2 separate regions of the Ovis aries genome follow, and region 2 is linked to region 1. Evidence: chromatin contacts called from public Hi-C data. All regions are on one chromosome and are shown on one strand. Each heading gives the region's core, a stretch centred on a gene start, on an enhancer-like site or on the middle of the called end of the contact. The rest is flanking DNA. Distances are from core to core; before and after follow the strand shown.

Region 1 (5,102 bases), core at 2,076-4,575:
CAGAACTTCTGAAAAAGACATAAGGGCCAATCTAACCCAGCCCAGAAATACGCAATAGGTTTAAACTGAGGGCCTCTGATGGGGACTTATACTGAGAAAACTTGCCATCTCAACACAACACACACTTCAGGATGCCTTTTGCGTGTATGGTTTGGACATCCAGTCCATCTTTTTATGCAAACAATAAATCTGCCCGGAAATAAAGTGAACTCTCCTTTGACCTTATGGCGATGTGTTTCACTCAGCAAACAACTTCCCTGGACCTATGAGGATTGAAGGAAGAACAAGGCCTTCCCGAGGGTGTGGCCCACTCGGATGGTGCTGGGGGCAGTGGCGTGCCTCCAAGCAGAGAACCGGGACCCAGACAGACGGTTGATGTTGCCCTTCCTCGGCCTCCGAGGCGCTGAGCTGGCCTCGCAGGAGGCCCGCCAGTCAGACGGAGGTCTCCCCACTTGCCTCGACTGTCAAGACTCTAGCCGGGAAGATGGTTCCCACAGCCCATCACGGGCCGTTAGAGAGCGTGCACACCCAACCCTGGTCCTCATCTAACTGCCCCGCACCCCATGGCATGTAATACCCCCATCTTTCTGATTTCACCCTTCAGACGCTTAAACGCAGCTATGAGATCCCTTCTGCGTCTTGGTTTCTCCCTGGTGACCGCCCTCTTCCTGCCTCCCTGTGGGTGCCCACTCTGCAGAGGCACTCTCTGTGCTGACACTTCAGAAACTCAGGACTGACCCAGTGCAGCCTGCACACACAGACAGAGCTGGGAGCGTGCGGGCGCACAGCCGGTGTGGGTGTGCATGGCAGGTGTGGGTGTGCACAATGGGAGCCTGCCTGTGCACGATGGGGGCCTGTGTGTGCAAGGCAGGTGTGTGTGCATGATGGGAGTGTGCATGTGCAAGGCAGGTGTGGGTGTGCACTATAGGGGCAGGTGTGTGTGTACTTGACGGGAGTGTGTGTGCACGGCAGGTGTGTGCACAATGGGGGCGTGCGTGTGCACGGCGGGTGTGGGTGTGCGTGATGGGGACGTATGTGCGCAAGGTAGGTGTGTGTGTGCATGATGGGTGTGTATATGTGTGCACGACGGGGGTGCATGTACGCATGGGGGTGTGGGTGTGCACAGCGGGCCACGTGCCTCACAGTCACCCACGTTCTGCACACTGTGGGCGTGTGTGCGCACAGCAGGGGTGTGTGTATGGCGAGTCACCCGCCTCACACTCACCTGCCTTCTGCTCCGTTTCCCAGGTCCCAAAACAACTGAAGCTGTGCCCTCCTCCCGCCTGTGACCCTCATCAGAAGCCACTGAGGGTGACGACAGAAGGCACGTCCCTGGAGGGCTTGCTGCTGCCAGACAGGGAGCACCAGCGCCAACCCTCGCGGGGAAAGTGGGCGCGGAGTCCCGCGCAGGGAAAGGGGAGGAGCCAGCCCGGAGCGCCGCCGAGCGGGGTCCACTGACACTGAGACCTGGAGGCCTGGGAGGGCATGAGGGGAGGAGGGGAAGGCAGACTCTGGGCTAGCTCTCGGGGGCACCTGTTTACTTACGGCCCTCCCCGTTCCAGAGAAGATGAAAGGCATTGAATAAACCGCTGGTCCTTCATCTAAGCTTTCCTGATTTGGGCATCCATTTCATACAGTGAAAATACACACACACCCCCAAACAGCGAGTCAAGGCAAACTGCTGCCATGCTTGGGATGTCACTGAACTCCCTCCAGAGCAGCCATCAGCCTGAGACTCCAGGGGCAGGGCCGGCAAACTTGCCAGTGTTGGGAGACTTGCCAAGTGACGCGTCTGCCAGAAGATGTGTCATGAGAATGAGCTAATTACCCAGATAATTCACACTCAGGGCAGGGCTGTCACCAGTGGGGGTGGAGAGTATCCCAAGACCTCAGGGAGACGCCCCCGAAGGTGCCCCTGGGCTGCGTTTACAGGACGGTGCCCGCCTGCTCAGCGGGGCAGGTAGTCCCGCTTGTGGGGTGGTGAGGGGGCCCAGCCTTCCAGCCTCAACTTCAGCCTGGGCTCCTTCTCCTCCAGCCTCCTCTCCGCGGCCCACGGGCTGGCCCTGGAGGCCGCGGAGAGGAAACGGGAAGCCACCCAGTCCCCGCGAGCCAGGAAAAGTCACAAGGCCTGGAGGAGGCGGCCCGGTTCATCAAACCCAAGGCGGACCCACCCCAGCGGCCCCTCCCGGGGAGAGACAGAGGCCGCGTGGCACCTCGCACTCGAGCTGTCGGCCACCCGGCCACCGGGGACAGGGGAAGCGGCCCCGCGGGGTAGGGGGTGCCGCCAGACAGGGCGCGCCCCCCGCGGGACGCTTTCCTTAACTCTCCCCAAGGCTCTCGCAGCCCCTCCGGCCGCGGTCGCAGGGGCTGGCCGGTGGCTCGCCCGTCCCGCCTGCCTCGGCCCGCACGCAGACTGCCGCCCGCCCGCCAGTGCTCTTCACCGTTCGGGGGCGGGCGGAGGTCTGAGGATCCCTGTTCCGTGCCGGGGCCGTAGGGCGGCCATCCCGGCTTAACAAGCGCCCCTGCAAGCCCGCCCTCGCACTTTACACGAGCCCACTCCTGCCTCCCAGACCTCGAGGCCCTCGGTCCCCGAGCCCCCCGACACCCCCAGTCCCCCAGCCCCCCAGGCCGGGCCCGCGCCCACCTTGGCGCAGCGGCGCGCGCGCCAGCTCCGGCCGGTCCTCCGGGAAGGCGTCGCGGAGGCGCTGCCACAGGCGGCCCAGGTCGGCCAGGCTGCGGTGCAGATAGAGCACGCTGCGGTCCGACCACTCGGTGCGGATCTCGAAGAACTCCTCCTCGTCGCCGCGCCGGCTGACGACAAGCCGGCGGATGCCGTTCACCCAGCAGCCGCGCACGAACATGTTCACGAGCGACGTGCCCTCAAACACCGCCGAGGCCATGCCGCGGGCCGCGCATCCCCGGCCGGCAGGGGCACGCCCGCCCGGGCCGGGGTCCACCCGCGGCCGGGGTCCGCGCGGGGTCCGTCCGGGGCCGGGAGCCGTCTGCAGCCGGGATCTATTCCGGGCCAAGGTCTGTCCGGGGTCCTCCTGCGGCTGGAGTCTATCCGGGGCCGGGGTCCGTCCGAGGTCTGTCCAGAGTCGGAGAGATCCGGGATCTGTCCGGGGTCCGCCCGCGGCCGGGAGCCGTCTGCAGCCGGGATCTATCCCGGGTCGGGGTCCGTCTGAGGTCTGTCCAGAGTTGGAGCGATCCGGGGTTTCTCCGGGGTCCGGGTTCGCCCGAGGCCGGGGACGGGCCGAGGTCCTCCCGTAACCTGTCCGGAGGCCGGCTCGGTAGGGGCCCGCCCGGGGCCGGGGGCCGCGCGCTCTCGGGGGTGGCGCGGCCACAGGCTTATAAGGCGCTTCCCATCGCGGGCGGCGCGGTCCCGACGTCGAGGCCGAGGGCGCCTCCGCCGTCCCCGCCTCCGGGCGGAGGGGTGGCCTGGCCGCCGCGCCCCGCGCCGCCTCCGGAGCCCGCGCCGCTGGGGCCGCGGGTCCCCAGGCCGCGGGGCGGAGCGGAAACCCGAGCGCCGGCCCCGCCTCCGCGCCCCGCCCGCCCGCCACCCCCCTCCCCGGCCCTAGCCGCCGGCCCGGCCCGGAAGAGCCTGGGCCGGGCCCCGGGTGGCGACTGCTCTCGGCTCGTTTCTCCATCTTGGGAAACCCTCGGGTCAGGGGGCTACGCGCCCCACCCGACCTGCGGGAGCGGAAGCTGAACTTACGCGCGGAGGGGCGCACCGCTCCGGGGACCCGGCGCCGGGACTGTCTCGCTGGTTCCCGCCGCCCGCACGTCCTCCCCGGGCCGGGCCCGAGGCCGGAGCCGCCCGCCCCGCGTCCCCCGCGCATTCCAGCCGCGCCACTGCCCGGGCGCGGCAGGGGACAGACGACGCGGCGGGCCCGCGCCGGCGCCCAGGGCCCCCACCCCCGGACGGAGAGGGAACCGCTGCTCAGAAGCGGGCCGGGCCGGCGGTGGGAGAGGGCCCCAGGGAAGAGCGGCCCCGCCTGCGCGGGGCGCGTGCTGAGCCGAGGGGTTTCGAGAGTGGCCCCGGGGCAGCTGCCGGGGCAGAACCGGGGGTCGCAGCCGCTCGCTCCGCAGGATGGTCCTCACTGGGAGGTAACTTCAAGCCAGAGTTCAAGACTCGGAAGTTAGTTCAGGCGTTGGAACTCGATTGCAGAGTGTCTTGGGCGACCTCACGTCGCCCGAGGCGGGGTGGACAGACCCAGGGCGAGGCCCTTCAGCGCTTGGCACTTATAGAAGGTCTGAAGAAGCTCGGCAGAAACTGTGGGCACCGAAGGCCGGTTGTCGGTCGCGTGACGCAACTTGTCCGAGGGGTGTGTACCCCCCACCCCCAACACACCCCCAACACACCCTTACACACAATCACCGACTCCAAGTTTTGCTCAGCCGGCCCCAGTGACTGGCCCATATCAGATCGTCAGCTTTCATCCAAGTTTTCATCCAAGTTTATCTTCACCTCCTGTTTGCCTTGTGAGCTGAGAAGAGAAGGTGTTTTCCACAGGCTGGCGACCCCCTAAAGTGGCAGCCGCCCATCCGTGCTGGTGACTGAGGGGCTGGCCGCTGAGTCCTGGTGACTGAGGGGCTGGCCGCTGAGTCCTGGTGACTGAGAGGCTGACCATGGGGTCTGCAAGAGGTCCCAGAGGGTGGAGGTGGGAGGCTGGGCCGAGTATCCCCCCCACCGCCACAAAGCCCCACTGAGGCCTCCCGCCGCTGTGCCCTTTCCCGCTCTGCTGCTGGGCCGGGCAGCCTCTCTGCCACCAGAGCGCAGGAGCTTTTAGGAAGTCAAGTCACCCAGTCACAGCCGACTCTTTGCAGCTTCTCTAGCCAAGAGTACTGGAGTGGGGTGCCATTTCTTTCTCCACGAGATCTTCCAGGCCCAGGCACTGAACCTGAGTCTCCCACATTGCGGGCAGACTCTTTACCCTCTGAGCCACCAAGGAAGCCCAGGAGCTTTTATGCATCCAGCCAAATCTTTCCTGGGAGCAATCAGGTCTTGGTTTCCCTGTTGCCTAGGAGATCTAACTTCGCGAGGCAGCCCTTCAGCTGTGCCAGACACTCTGGTCACTGAAGAGAAGGAAGCATTTTCCTGT
Region 2 (5,097 bases), core at 121-2,620, 250 kb before region 1:
GTGCACAGTCACTGTGGAAACAGTCTGTCAGGTTCTCAAGAAGTCACACACGGTACAACCATTCTGCTCCAGGTCTTTAACTACGAGAAATGAAAGCACATGTTCACACAGAGACTTACTTGTTCACACGTGTTTGCAGCAGCTTAACTGCAGCATCCCCAAACTGAAAACTGCCCAAGTGGACACCACCGCATGGCCGCTAAACACACAGCGATGTGTCCAGCCAGCGGAACCCGGATCATCACTGACTCGTAACAGCCTGCGTGAATCTCAAAATAACTGTGAGGAGAGAAACGGCAGACAAAACACTGTATACACTGTACGTTCCATTTACATAAAACTCTAGAAAATGCAAACTGCTCTGTGACTGAGTGCAGCGCAGCGTCCCGGGTGGGGGTCAGGAAGCGCTCCCAGGGGCTTGAGGAAGCCTCTGGGGGTGATGGACATGCACCCTCTTGATTGTGGTGATGATTTTATGAGTTACACGCGTTACAGCTTCAGTTTGTAGACTTTGATCAGTGCAGTTATTGTAGTTTCTTAATAAAGCTGTTAATCTATTATAATATTGACCTGAAAATTATAGATTGAATCATTAATTAGCGAACAGAGCAAGCTTTTTAACAATACTTACTTTCTTAACTGTCAGTTCAATTTAGACCTGTTAGGGATTTAAAAGGAAGAACTGATATCTCTATCCTTAAGCCCAAGTTAGTTGTAACAGAATCTGACAAGAATGGGCGCTCTGTGCTTTTTACTACAAAGACACTCTCTCAACACACTGCAGGGTCCCTGTGTCAACTCTAAGGGTGCCAGAGTGACTCAAGTCAAGCTCCCCAGCAGGGCTGACAGTGGCCCCCGTCCCCGTCTCTGAGGCAGATGGGGAGACTGAGTCTCGGGCTGAACCGTTAGCCGAGGCCCACGCTTGTACAGGGGTCAGCTCTGCTGTCTCGGACCAAAGGCGCGTCAGCCCACGCCCCTAACTCAGTCCACGCCCCTAACTCAGTCCACGCAGCTCTCCTTTTGAGAGCTCCTGCAACATCGCTGCCATTCTCATGGGCCTCCTGCAGCTACGGGGCTGCTGGCAGCAGGAGGGTTTTAGAAAGTGTAATCCAGCTCGCGGGACACAGGCGGCAGCGCTGAGCGCTCGTGGCACCGAGTAAACAGCGCGAGATCATGCGTCTATACCCGGGAAGGTGCTCCTGCGAGTCTACACTGCGCCCAATGAAGACGCCTGCCCGCCCCGCCCCCTCCCGGGCCCGCCCCGCCCCCTCCCGGGCCCGCCCCGCCCCCTCCCGGGCCCGCCCCGCCCCCTCCCGGGCCCGCCCCTCAACTTCCCACCCAGGCCCCGCCTTCCCGGAAGGCCCCGCCCACTCGGCCTTTCGGCGCTCTCCTGCTGGCGTCTGGTGGCGGCGGGCGGGTTGGCGCGGCCGGGCTCCGTGCGGATGGAGCGGCCGGCGGCTGCCGCCGGCGGGGACGTGTCCCTGCACAACTTCAGCGCGCGGCTGTGGGAGCAGCTTGTCCACTTCCACGTGATGCGGCTGACGGACTCGCTCTTCCTCTGGGTGGGGGCCACGCCGCACCTGCGCAACCTCGCCGTGGCCATGTGCACGCGCTACGTGAGTGCGGCGGGGGGCGGGGAGGGGCGGGGAGGGGAGGGGGCGGAGGCAGGGGGAGGGGGCGGAGGCAGGGGGAGGGGGCGGAGGCAGGGGGAGGGGCGCTGGGGTCCCGGCGGGGCGGGTGGGGGAGGGGCCGGGGGCTGCGCCGCCCGCCGCGGGGCTCTGTCCCTCCGCACGGCTGGTTCCCTCCACCCCGCGTCTCTGGTTGGAGTGTCAGGGCCCCCGTGGGACCTCTGCTGTCCGCTCTCACCCTCCCTGGGCCGGGGGTGGCGTGTCCCCCCGGTTTTCTGCCGGCTCCCCGCTGACCGCGTTTGCTTACATCTCCCGCACGGACCTCTCTCCCGCCCTTTCCCTCCGCCGTCCCATCGGGCTGTAACTGGTGTCCCACTGGGCGCTCCAGACCCCAGGCCGCCCCTCCCGCAGAATCCGGCCACTTCTCACCTCCCTCACCTGTCACCTGGGCCCCACGCCATCGCTGCCGTCGGCCGAGGTCCCCTTTGCCACCGTGTGTCAGAGCTGCTGTAACCAAGGGCCGCAGCCCGGGGAGCTTGAGAACAGCAGAGAAGGCGGAATCGAGGCGTCAGCGGGCTGCTTCCTCCCGCTTCTGGGCTTGCAGCGCTGCTCCCACCTTGCGGCGCTGCTCCCACCTTGCGGCGCTGTTCCCACCTTGCGGCCCCTGGTCTGGCAGCCTCATCACCCCAGTCCTGCTCCAGTGTCCCAGGCCTCCTCTGTGCATCTGTCTCTCCCCTTCTTCCTAAGACACCAGTCCTGTTAGAGGAAGAGTCCACCTCCCCTTGCTTACATCTCAACTACATCTGCAGAGACCCTGTGTCCAAATAAAGTCACCTTCGCAGGTGCTGGGGTCAGGACGCTAGGACCTGGACACTCCTCTTGCAGGCCTGGCTTAGCCTGGCACTGACAGCATCAGCGCTGTTGTCCCTCCGCTCAGACCCCCAAGAGTTCAGAGCCTGCATGGACCTCCAGGCCCCATCACGGCTGCGGTGCCCCCGCCCCTCTGACTTTGCACCCACTTGCCCCTCTGGGCTGCTCCAGCCCTTCCCTGGGCAGGCCTGTCTGCTGCTGGGAGAGGACACAGGCCCACTGCAGGGGGAGGCTGGTCTGTGGCAGGAAGGGGGGCCCAGGTGATCCAGGAGCGCTGGACCTCGCAGAGGAACCAGTATCGCTCTGTTTTCCTTGCAGGACTCCATCCCCCTGTCCACTGCCCTCCTCGGGGACACGTCTGACACCATGTCCACCGGCCTCGCCCAGCGCTTAGGTAAGTTCTTCAGCTCAGCTGCCGGAGCGCCCAGGTGGGGACCTCGCTGTTCAGTGGAGTGGGGAGGTGAGTCAGCGTAGGAGGAACGGTCTCCGTCTGGGAGGTGACCCCCCTGGTTGCTGCAGGAAGCCCAGGCCTTGAGCACAGGTCTCAGGAGGTGGTGCCAGCACCCTCTCCAGGGGCCTGCTCCCCACCCGCTCCGATGGCCTTGGTTGCCTCCGAGCCGATGAGTGACAGGTGATTTTGCTCCTCGTTCTCATGGGAGGCGAGGGTGAGGGATGCCCACGGTGCCCAGTGGCAGCGGCTCCAGGTAGCATCCACTGCACGTGATGCTGCTCAGAGCTCGAAGGGAGAGGGCCTGGCGAGGTTTGGGGGCTCCAGCCTCCACTGTACCCAGAGCACACGTCCTGCAGATGCCTCGCTGGTCCAGGTGAGGATGCCCGTGCCTGGTGGTCCCTGGTGCTTGGGAACCTCAGTGGGTAGAGCAGCCTCGCCCCCGTCTGGCCTGAGTGTCCCGGCCACGTGTGGAGCCCAGTGCCTGCCGGGGTGTGGCGATGGGACCCCTGCCATGGTTTTGAGGCGCTTACCTGTGGCTGTGTTCACAGATCTGTCAGCCTGGTCCCTGGGGAGTGGGCATGTCTGTGCCGGTCGCTCTGGGACGCCCCACAGTCACATGCAGCCCAGGGAATGGCAGCTTTCTAGGGGCGGGGTTGTCACAGCGCCCACAGGCCGCACCAGACGGGGTGGAGACCACAGGGCCAGCGGCCGCGTCTCAGGACCATCCACCACACTTGAGCTTTAGTCTCAAGGTATAGGAACCCGAGTAGTACGTTATCTTGGTGACCTCTTAACAGGAAGCAGTTCTGAATCCACAGATAACCAGCAGGAAGAATAGGAAAGCTTCCTGTTTCGCCTTCGTCTGGTTCCCAGGTGCTGCTCTTCCTTCTCTGCCTTCGCCAGAGTTGCTAGTTTTCAGTGGAAATGGGTTGGAACCCTGATGCCCTTTTGCTTCACTGTGTGTGCCTGCGTTTCAGGGTAACACCATCCCCCGCAGCAGCCAGACCTCCGTTTGCTGGGCCTGGTGGAGGAGGGCGGGAGCCTGCCTGCGTGTGGAGCTCGGACTGGGGGGTCCCCGAGTGTGGACAGAGTCCGGGAGTGGAGGCAGTGGGAGCTCGTTTGAGGAGACACGAATGAGCTGGCTCCCAGTGTCCTGGGGGTGAGGCAATCTGTGAGCGTAAACTGGGGCTCTTTTAATCTTTTTTTTTGCATTTTGTGCAAATGTTGGGGTTTTTTTAAATTAGCATTTTTCTTTCACGTGGTTTACATCAGTTTACAAACAATGTAATCTGAAACAGAATACAGACATCCTCTGTAACTTAGGTCAGATGTGATGGAGGCGCCTACCTACCGATATCCACAAACCTGGCAGCCATTGGCCACCACCCAGCAGGGATAGGCATGCGTGGTGAGATGCCAGCCCACTGCCCAGCAGGGTCAGACGCATGTGGTGAGATGCCAGCGCCCCCCGGGGCAGGTGACATGCTTGCTGAGATCGTGGCCGGCCGGCCTGGGACGCCCTGCTTGTTGTCCTTTGGAGCTGGGGTCTGGACCCTGCAGTGGAAGGCGTTATTAACTGTTACTGGTTGTCTGGACGGTGCTGAAGAGACAAGTGTCCCGAGACCATCTCGTGTGGGAGATGAGCGACCTGGGGGCCCTGGGGGCTTCCCGTGAATGGGGACCCCTTGCTCCATGCGGCTCTGGAGGGCAGAGGGGCTGCTGGGCGGACGTGGAAGGTGGGCTCGGGGTTGGCGCGTGAAGGGGTGGGAGTCAGCAGCCCCTGGGGACAGGGACTTTCTGCCACTGAACGCAGAGCTGCTGTGATGTGAAGGGCCCAGCTTCCCCCTCCGCCCACTGTTGCCTCTGATGGTGGGACTCATCTGTCTCTGTGGCCTGTGGGGAGGAGCGCTTTGCCTTTGCCCCGGGGGTGGGACCAGGTGAGGGGGCTGGTACCGCCCGCTTAGTCCTCAGGACCCGGGGTTACAGCTGAGGTTGGTTTTCACGGTTGGAGCTGCTCCCACCTGCCCTGGGTGGTTCTGTAGAAAGGGGCTCAGACGTGTGCTCAGCGTCCAATTGAAAACCACACCCGTGTGTGTGCGCGTGTGTGCACACCCGCACACACGTTCATGAGGAGTGTCAGCTCCTCTG

What was found. Hi-C and Micro-C count contacts between places; a contact is called where the count stands out from the background.
Region 2: a contact with region 1 is called in a Hi-C map of skin fibroblasts, with 5 times the contacts expected there. The contact joins the promoter of PSMG4 here to the promoter of PXDC1 in region 1. A contact is called at or near these places in 2 of 16 Hi-C or Micro-C datasets (skin fibroblasts and tail adipose tissue).

The regions. Positions count from the first base shown.
Region 1 is chr20:49,332,897-49,337,998 of ARS-UI_Ramb_v3.0, reverse strand. PXDC1 (PX domain containing 1) reads right to left here and starts at 3,325. Exons shown (of 5, transcript XM_027958671.3): 1 at 2,645-3,325. The coding sequence starts at 2,900.
Region 2 is chr20:49,582,177-49,587,273 of ARS-UI_Ramb_v3.0, reverse strand. PSMG4 (proteasome assembly chaperone 4) reads left to right here and starts at 1,370. Exons shown (of 3, transcript XM_015105278.4): 1 at 1,370-1,616; 2 at 2,817-2,892. The coding sequence starts at 1,443.